Linked DNA regions of Arabidopsis thaliana: region 1 is linked to region 2. Evidence: chromatin contacts called from public capture Hi-C data. All regions are on one chromosome and are shown on one strand. The core of a region is the stretch at or near the end of the contact, and the rest is flanking DNA. Distances in the headings are between cores, read along the strand shown.

Region 1 (4,325 bases), core at 920-3,419, 37 kb after region 2:
TCTCCAGTGCAAGTTCGCTAGCAGAAATCTCATTCTTTTGTTTTTCAGCATCGAGGTTCCTTTCATATCTTTCCTTAGCTTCCTTCCATTCTTCGTGAACTATAGCAAGCTCTGATTCTAACTTTGAACACAAAGCTCTTGACTCATCAAGCATCGTTTCCAGGTCAGAGACCCGATCTCTAGATGCCTGCAGTGTTTTCTTTGTTCCTTCAAGTTCATGTCTCAAATTTTTTACTGTAGTCAGTTCTATATCCAGCATTCTCTTCGAGTCTTCGTACTTCTCAGTTAAGTCAGCAACTTTGTCTTTACTTTTATTAACATCATCTAGCGCACGATCCAGATTTTCATTTAGCTGCTGAATCTCCTGCTCTTTCCTGCTGATGAGCTCTGCATCTGCAGCTGCTTGCGTCTCAGAAGTCAATTTCAAAGCACTATAATCTTTTGAAATACTATCAAGCTTCTGGATATAACTCTCTTTCTCAGCCACTAAAGTTGTTATTCTTGTGTTTAACTCCTCAATCGCAGAGTTCTTCGAGTCCAATTCACTCTGAGTTCTTATGAGTTCTTCCTTCTGCTGTTTGATCTCTAACTTCGCTTCAGCAAGATCTCGGCTAGTTTGAGTGTAAATAGAGTTGAGTTCCTTCAATTCTGCTTCCTTTTTTGCCAACGATGCATTAAAACGTTGAGCTTTTTCTTCACTATCTTTCAGCTCCAAACTAAGCAAGTTGATCCGATCTTGTAGTCCTTCAACCAAATCAAGCTTTTCTCTGAGCTTTGTTTCTAGTGCCTCTTTGTCTTCGCCAGCCTTTGACAGACTATTTTCCAGACTTTCGATTTGATCTTTAAGCTTCTCACATAATTTCTTCTCGCTACTTAGCTCCCGGCCTAATTCTGTCACCAAGTCCTTTGCAGAATTCAACTGGTTGATCAATGACAACTGTTCCTCTTTTGCCTTTTCTACTTCCTTTTTCCGCTCTTCCTGCTCATGCTGCAGTTTTGCCTCGAAATCTTTCTCCTTCAAAACCAATGCTCTTTCTCTGTCTTTCAACTGGTTCTTTAGCTGTATGCCACGGTTATCGGTAGCTTAAGTCAAAAAGGATCAAATCCAGCACTAGCAATATATTCACAACCTCAGAAAGTTAAAGAAACAAAAGAAGAGAAGCTCGAACTAAATGATATAAGCTGCTAAGACAAGAACATTCACCCACAAATTGTAAAGCAAAATCTTTAAGTGCTAGTAGCTTACAGATTCGATGGTTTCCTCAGCAGCTTTTGTATCTTGCCGAGCCAGTGCATAAAGTGCACCAAGAACGCCAGCACTAAAAATTCCAAGACCATTCAGGAGAGCCAGAAATGGATTTGGGGATGTTCCTTCACTAACTACTGCAACCTAATCCACCAAACCAATCCTGATTCAGTAAAATCTCAAGCACTACTTTAAACACATTGATTCTCAATTAAAAAAAAATCAAATTGAGAAGGTCTAAGAGAGTCTTACAACCTCAGTTTCTAGATCAACCTTCGATGTCTTTATCTCATTGCCTCCTGGAATTAAAAAGCAGAACTGGTCACAACAATGAAAGAAAGATAACCAAAAGCAACATTTGAACAAATCTCATCTAAGCAATAAAAAAACTCACTTTCATCAGCCAAAGCGGGTGATCGAAGCTGCAAAAAGGGAAGAACAGAGATACCCACAAGAAGGAAAGCCCTCCTTTTGGCGGAAGCAACGTCATACTCGTACCCATCTTCCTGGTTTAAAGAAGCCAATGTTGGTCGTCGGCGCTTGAACTTGGCGACATTACTCGAACACAGAAGCCCAAACTGAGACGAAGAAGGAGAAGAAGAAGAAGAAGAAGAAGGAGATGAAAGGAATCGAGAGTGTAGAGGAACAGAAGGGACGAAGCAAGAGCCCCCTATCAGGAAACCCATCTTCGCCGCCAACTACTTAAGAGATTGGAAATGTGTGGCAAATGAAGCAATCCTAAAATCACTGACACAAAGCAGACCCCAAAACCCAAAAAAGGAACTTCCTTTGTGTACTGACTTGTGACCTCGGAAAATCTCAAAGAAGAATGCTTACACAAATCTCAGAGTTATATCCTTCGATTACTGAAGAAAATATCTACAAATCCTACGAAATTGGGTATCAAAGACTGAAACTTTTTTTTGTTTAGGAGGGCAATGGCATATCTGCAATTTTGGAATAGTTCGGTGCTTTGTGTACATAACTTACCAATCAAAACTCGCCAGCTTAGACTTCCCCTGCTTCGTTATCCTCAATCTCTGGGTTCGCCTGGTTTAAGAAAACACGTGAACCTCACGTGCGTCTGTCTGACCCTAAAATTTCTCTCTGTTTTTCTCAGCCGTTCTGTCTAAAACCACCGACGGCGACTTCAAATAGACGTCGGAATTTGTCGCCACCGGAGAATTGTTACATGTGAATCCCGTTTTATAAAGATGATGTATGTATCTGCTCGATCCGGTTCTGCGAAGCGAAGCATCTCAAGTCTACCTCATCTCTCTCAGAGATTTAAACAAACAGGTAATCTGCACTATTTGTTTCCTCTCCCTCTTCGTCGATAAGCGAAATGTCTTGATTGTTTAGGGTTTTAGGAGTAATGGGATTTGCAAAAAAGGTTTAAAGTCGATTCCTTTGAAGTAAGAAAACGAGAAAAGGTTTTGATTTGAACATTTTGTTTTATCCATGAATTTGCAGAGAATGAGATTGTTCAAATGTTTAGTGTTCCGAATCATGAGGAATCTGAGAAGCCTCAAGAGAAGTGGAAATTATCTAGAAAGGATCCGTCAGTGCGGATGTTGGATGAGAGATTCATTAGGATAGTGAAAATCTTCAAATGGGGACCTGATGCTGAGAAAGCTCTTGAGGTGCTTAAACTGAAAGTTGATCATCGATTAGTTCGTTCGATTCTTGAGATAGACGTTGAGATAAATGTCAAGATTCAGTTTTTCAAATGGGCTGGTAAAAGAAGAAACTTTCAGCATGATTGCTCCACTTACATGACCTTAATACGCTGCCTTGAAGAAGCTAGGCTTTATGGTGAAATGTATAGAACGATACAAGAAGTGGTCCGTAACACATATGTTAGCGTTAGTCCAGCAGTACTCTCTGAGCTTGTGAAAGCATTGGGGCGAGCTAAGATGGTTAGTAAAGCTTTATCGGTTTTTTATCAGGCAAAAGGACGCAAGTGTAAACCCACTTCGAGCACTTACAACTCGGTGATTCTAATGTTGATGCAAGAAGGACAGCACGAGAAAGTCCATGAGGTTTATACTGAGATGTGTAACGAAGGTGACTGTTTTCCAGACACGATTACTTACTCTGCGCTTATATCCTCGTATGAAAAACTAGGTCGTAATGATTCTGCGATAAGGTTGTTTGATGAAATGAAGGATAACTGTATGCAGCCTACAGAGAAAATATACACCACGTTGTTGGGAATTTACTTTAAGGTGGGTAAAGTTGAGAAAGCTTTAGATCTTTTCGAGGAGATGAAACGAGCAGGTTGTTCACCAACAGTTTATACGTACACGGAACTGATAAAGGGACTTGGCAAAGCTGGGAGGGTAGATGAAGCATATGGCTTCTATAAAGACATGCTTAGAGATGGATTGACTCCTGATGTTGTGTTCTTAAACAATCTGATGAACATTTTAGGCAAAGTGGGTCGAGTGGAGGAGTTGACAAATGTCTTCAGTGAGATGGGAATGTGGAGATGTACACCCACTGTTGTCTCATACAATACCGTGATTAAAGCTCTGTTTGAGTCAAAAGCACATGTTTCGGAAGTAAGCTCTTGGTTTGATAAGATGAAAGCAGACAGTGTTTCCCCTAGTGAATTCACTTACTCAATCCTTATAGATGGTTATTGTAAAACGAATAGAGTAGAGAAAGCTCTGTTGCTGCTTGAGGAGATGGATGAGAAAGGTTTTCCACCTTGTCCTGCAGCGTATTGCAGCCTCATAAACGCTCTTGGAAAGGCGAAAAGATATGAAGCAGCGAATGAGCTATTTAAGGAACTAAAAGAAAACTTCGGCAATGTAAGTTCTCGAGTATACGCTGTGATGATCAAACATTTTGGGAAATGCGGGAAGCTCAGCGAAGCTGTAGATCTCTTCAATGAGATGAAGAACCAAGGAAGTGGTCCCGATGTTTATGCCTACAACGCCCTCATGTCAGGAATGGTAAAGGCTGGTATGATCAACGAAGCTAATTCCTTGCTTAGAAAGATGGAAGAAAACGGTTGCAGGGCCGATATAAACTCGCATAATATCATCCTCAATGGATTTGCTAGAACAGGTGT
Region 2 (4,303 bases), core at 312-2,811:
TGCAATGACAAGATCTGCTTTCATGGCAGTTTTGAAGCTGAGTTCTCCTTTATCTTCAACCACTTTGATCCTTCTCCTTGTGAGCTCTTGCAATAATCCACCCCTTCTGCTCAGAACTACAGCATATACTGTTGCACCACAGCTCAAAAGCTCGGAAGCCAACTCCATCATTGAAATTGGAGCACCAGTCATTGATAGTTCATGGAAAAGTAGGACGAATCTCCTAGACCAAACAAGACGTTTGAAGTCTGATTTCCTGTCACAGGTCCCTGATCGCTTTTGCGGACTCCATTCAAGAATTCTATCCTCCAATGATCCAAAAGGACCAAAAAGTTTACCGTAGGTAACATTTATGTTTGGAAGTTCCTGGTCTTGCTCATCCAATTCCTTCGTCTCCATCACTTTTCTCACCTTCTGCGTACTACGAATCCTAGTACGTGAACTACGACTAGCTTTTCTGGTCCTCCTCCTGGGGCTCACGCTTCGCCGAGATGTGCTATCCTCTTTCTTGGCCAAAGTTACATGCATCCTTTTATTTACACCTAGATGGACTATATTGGTATGATCTACTACAGCATGAGAACTCTCATCAGCAACTAAATCCCGTCGTTTATTCTGCTCGACATGCAAAACATCTTCTCTGAGTTTGCCTCCAAACCGCAAGAACTCAACTTTGTTATCATCATCATGTGCCCATCTTGACTGAACATAGAATCCAAGATATGTCCAAAGAGTAATCAAGAGTAACCAATATAGCAGCCGGTTACTTCTGAACCATTGAACAGCTCCACCACTACCTTTACCCTCTCTACGTGGAGTCCTGCCTGAATGCACTTTCCGAAGTGTAGGTGAACCCCTTGGAGTAGACCTCCCTGACAATGAAGACTTAAAGCTACCTAATTTCAGCGGTGATAGCCGAAGATCTTCCATACTTTCTTTACTACAATAGCATCCTCAATATACTATTCCCAAGACTTCAATAAGCCACAAAACCACTAGCAATTAGACACACTCCATATGAGGTCAATGAAACTGCAATTTAGGAAGAGAAATCAATCATCAGCTATATATAGAAACAGTATTGATCCAAGTTCATCAAGTACTCCCTAACTGCTCCAGTTACAAGGATTTCGAATTCCAAATTGAAATCGCGTTGACGAAATAAAGAAAGTTGGTCGGTTATGGAAAATAAAAAGCCGCGAGAGAAAAACCAATGTCACAATGAAGATCAAGATCTTAGCGAGTATCTTACTATTTCCGATAGGTCAGAGTCGCGTTATCCGAAGGTAAGTGAACTTCCGACTTGGATCGCCGATGCTCCAATGTTGAAGCTGCTCCCAAGTACAAAAAAACTGGAAAAGCAACGCAATCAGATTAAGGAGAAATGTTGAGAAATTCACGATCTAAAGAAAACCTAAAGTCAACAAAACTAGAAGAAAATCGTCGATGCAGAGAGATGAGTAACAACACGAGCTTGCAGAAGAAGCAGACGAAGACGAATTAGAAAGAAACGAAAAAAAAAGAAGAAGAAGACATTACATTGCATAAAGTTTTCTCCGGCAATCTAAGCTTGCGCCGTTCTCAGAGCTGAGCCGAGTCGCGGCGATGGAGAAAGAGAAAGAGAGAGAGAATGCTCGGAGACTCGGAAGTTAACGGAGTCAGAGAGCTGTGCACGAGGAGAGAGCGGTGAGAGATGGCTCATTCTTATTTGTTGATTTTTTTTCCTTCCAATTATTCCTTCTTTATTTATCGTTGTTTTGATGACGTCATTATTAATTTCAAATAATGATCGTTTTGCTTTTTCCGAGTATGATTTGGGTCACACGTGTTAGCGACTCGTGTGGGATAATCTCTTTTCTTTATTTTTACGTGTGAATTTTTCTAGGACATCTTTAAAATATTAACTCATGATATAATTTAAATTTGATTTATAAAAAAATGACAACATTATAGAACATTTTCCTCACTCAAGTCAAATGTAATATTACTTAAATTTGTTGAATTTTAAAAATAAAATTAGTAGCCGACAAAAAATAAATATTGAAGTAGTTACAACGTCCTTTTTTTGTCAATTTATCAGGAAAATGTTAGATGAACTAATCTCTGTTTTATGTGATTTATTTACTAATAAACTGCAATTGCAAGAAATAAAGACACTCGATTTCTGATTTTAGCACTTTAACTCTTATTTCTTGCTAGTTCTGGCCTATATAATTGTCAATCTTGGAAAAAACATGCCTGAATATCATGATTCATATTAAAAAAAAAAAAACATGATTTTACCTTTTTGCAGTATTATCAATGAGCATATATAAGAAAAAAAAAGGTTTTATTATAAGACGACTAAAACATTATTTGTGTTTCACAAATCTCTCATTTATCTATCTCTCTCAAAGGTTTTTCAACCTCTCTCCCCTGATATAAGCAACAAACAAAGTCTCAAACAAAACAACACAAGAAAATAAAACACAAGAACCACAACTAATTGAACATGTGCTTTAACCACAATCAAGAATCTCATTAGTTCAATTAAGTGAACTAAGAAACTCAACCCAAATATGTTCTGCTCTCTTTGTCGTCTCCACCGCAAATTCCTCAGCCGCTTGCTCGTCCTTTGCCTTATGCACCGCCTCGTGATACTCTTCGTAAGCCTGTGACGCCTCCTTGAGAAGCTCTGACAGACTCGTCGTTAAAGAGGTGAACTTTGAATCAACGTCCACTTTCTCTGCTTCTAGCTTTGCCAACAGTTTCTTGATCGCTACGATTCTGATGTGCAACGCGTCTCCTCTTTGAGCAGTGGTCTTTGCTGCTGCGAAAACCGAGTCTACGGTTCTCTGCTTCTCCATTGCGGTTTCTTTTAGCAGTTTGGCTCGGGTTTGAGCAATCTGGACTCTCTGAGAAGCCTCGAGTCCTTCTTTAATGACGGTTTTGTATTTGGCTAGCAAAGAGATGTAACCAATAGAAGCTGAGCTGAGTACCTCGTAACGTGTACCGGCTGCTATAATCGCATCGAAATTCGGGTGGTTTACGAGATCACGTGCGCTTAGACCGCGTAGCTTCCTTAGTGTTTGCTTTAAGCTCTCTATGCTCTCTGATGTAGCCGCTGATTCGCTTGTGGTAGAAGTAACTGATGAAGATGAGCCAAGGACTGAGCCTACCTTTGAGGACGTTTCTTTTCTATGAGTATCAACAAGATTGTTCAATGATGTGGTGAGCCGAGAGGTCCCTGAGCCCTACCAAAGTCAAAAGCAAAAGATATAAACAAAAATGAGATTGGTTTAGATGTGAGAGCCTTCCATTGTCTATTCAAGAAAGATCTATAAAACAAACCTGTAATTTGGATTCTTCTGCGAGTATCTCCGCTATGTTAATCGAAGAATCAGTGTCTGCCTGAAGACCATCTTTATCCTTGTTGAAACAACCACATACACCATCTGCAAGAAACAATAACAGAGAGAAGACAATTAAGATTAGCACTCTTGTGACTTTCTTCGGTTAAAAACATTCACAAGAATGAATAAGCTTTAAAGCTAACCTGCAGGCTTTAGAAGACCTTCTAAACCAGCTGAAAAATAAAGAACATATAAACATTGAGATCTTGTTTCTTTTTGGGAAAATATTTGTTTGTGAGAATCTGAAGATTATATTACCATTGTATCCGCCAGAAGATTTCTGCACTGTAGTACTTATGGTTGATGGATTCTTTGCAGCTGTTGTGACAAAACATCTCAGACAAAAACTTAAAAGATAGAAAATGACATAAGGAAAAATATCAACAAGCTTTCTTACAGTTTTCTCCATTAGCCTTTGCATTTGTAGCAGCTGCAAATTAGAAAAATGAACAAGAAGATGAAACCAAACTGTCATATTATATACTATCCTTGTTTCTATATGAATTCATGCGTTTGGTTCTTAAGGTTACCTTCAAATTCGCGTTCGAATGCTTCCAACATACTGTTTCTCTTGTTTTCAGCTGTTAACAAAAAATAAACATCGTCTTAAAAACTTGTCTCAGATGGATTTGAGAGGAGCAAAAGGATCAGATTATTTACCTTGTTCTGATTCATTCTTTAACTCTTCAAGGCCTTTTGTCGCGGCTGAAACAAGAAATAAGAAACTCAGATTACTTTGATCACTTTTATATGATTCCGATTCATCTAGTTATCAAGGCTTGGTCACCAACAATGGCTCAAGAATATATGTTAAAGTACCTTCAAACTCGCGTTCAATAGCTTCAAGCATAATTTTTCTCCTTGCAACTGTAACAAAACATGGAAACAGAGCTGGCTCAGGATACAACAGA

The links. Capture Hi-C pulls out chosen DNA fragments and counts their contacts.
Region 1: a contact with region 2 is called in a capture Hi-C map of root, with 2.5 times the contacts expected there. The contact joins the promoter of MFP1 here to the promoter of AT3G03195 in region 2. A contact is called at or near these places in 3 of 26 Hi-C or Micro-C datasets (callus, root and rosette leaf), 1 of 2 datasets of contacts at active chromatin or transcription factors (shoot) and 1 of 3 other capture datasets (root).

Annotation. Positions count from the first base shown.
Region 1 is chr3:5,431,682-5,436,006 of TAIR10.1, forward strand. MFP1 (MAR binding filament-like protein 1) reads right to left here and starts at 2,170. Exons shown (of 4, transcript NM_112470.3): 1 at 1,641-2,170; 2 at 1,502-1,545; 3 at 1,247-1,390; 4 at 1-1,060. The coding sequence starts at 1,932. AT3G16010 (Pentatricopeptide repeat (PPR-like) superfamily protein) reads left to right here and starts at 1,845. Exons shown (of 2, transcript NM_112471.3): 1 at 1,845-2,545; 2 at 2,720-4,325. The coding sequence starts at 2,461.
Region 2 is chr3:5,395,258-5,399,560 of TAIR10.1, forward strand. It overlaps AT3G03195 (a long non-coding RNA gene), which reads left to right and starts at 1,562. Exons shown (of 1, transcript NR_140979.1): 1 at 1,562-1,783. It overlaps AT3G15940 (UDP-Glycosyltransferase superfamily protein), which reads right to left and starts at 1,737. Exons shown (of 6, transcript NM_001202977.2): 1 at 1,540-1,737; 2 at 1,253-1,352; 3 at 1-1,032. The coding sequence starts at 930. NAI2 (DNA topoisomerase-like protein) reads right to left here. Exons shown (of 26, transcript NM_001035631.2): 19 at 4,212-4,259; 20 at 4,053-4,097; 21 at 3,923-3,973; 22 at 3,790-3,822; 23 at 3,651-3,710; 24 at 3,536-3,565; 25 at 3,331-3,434; 26 at 2,284-3,233. The coding sequence ends at 2,526.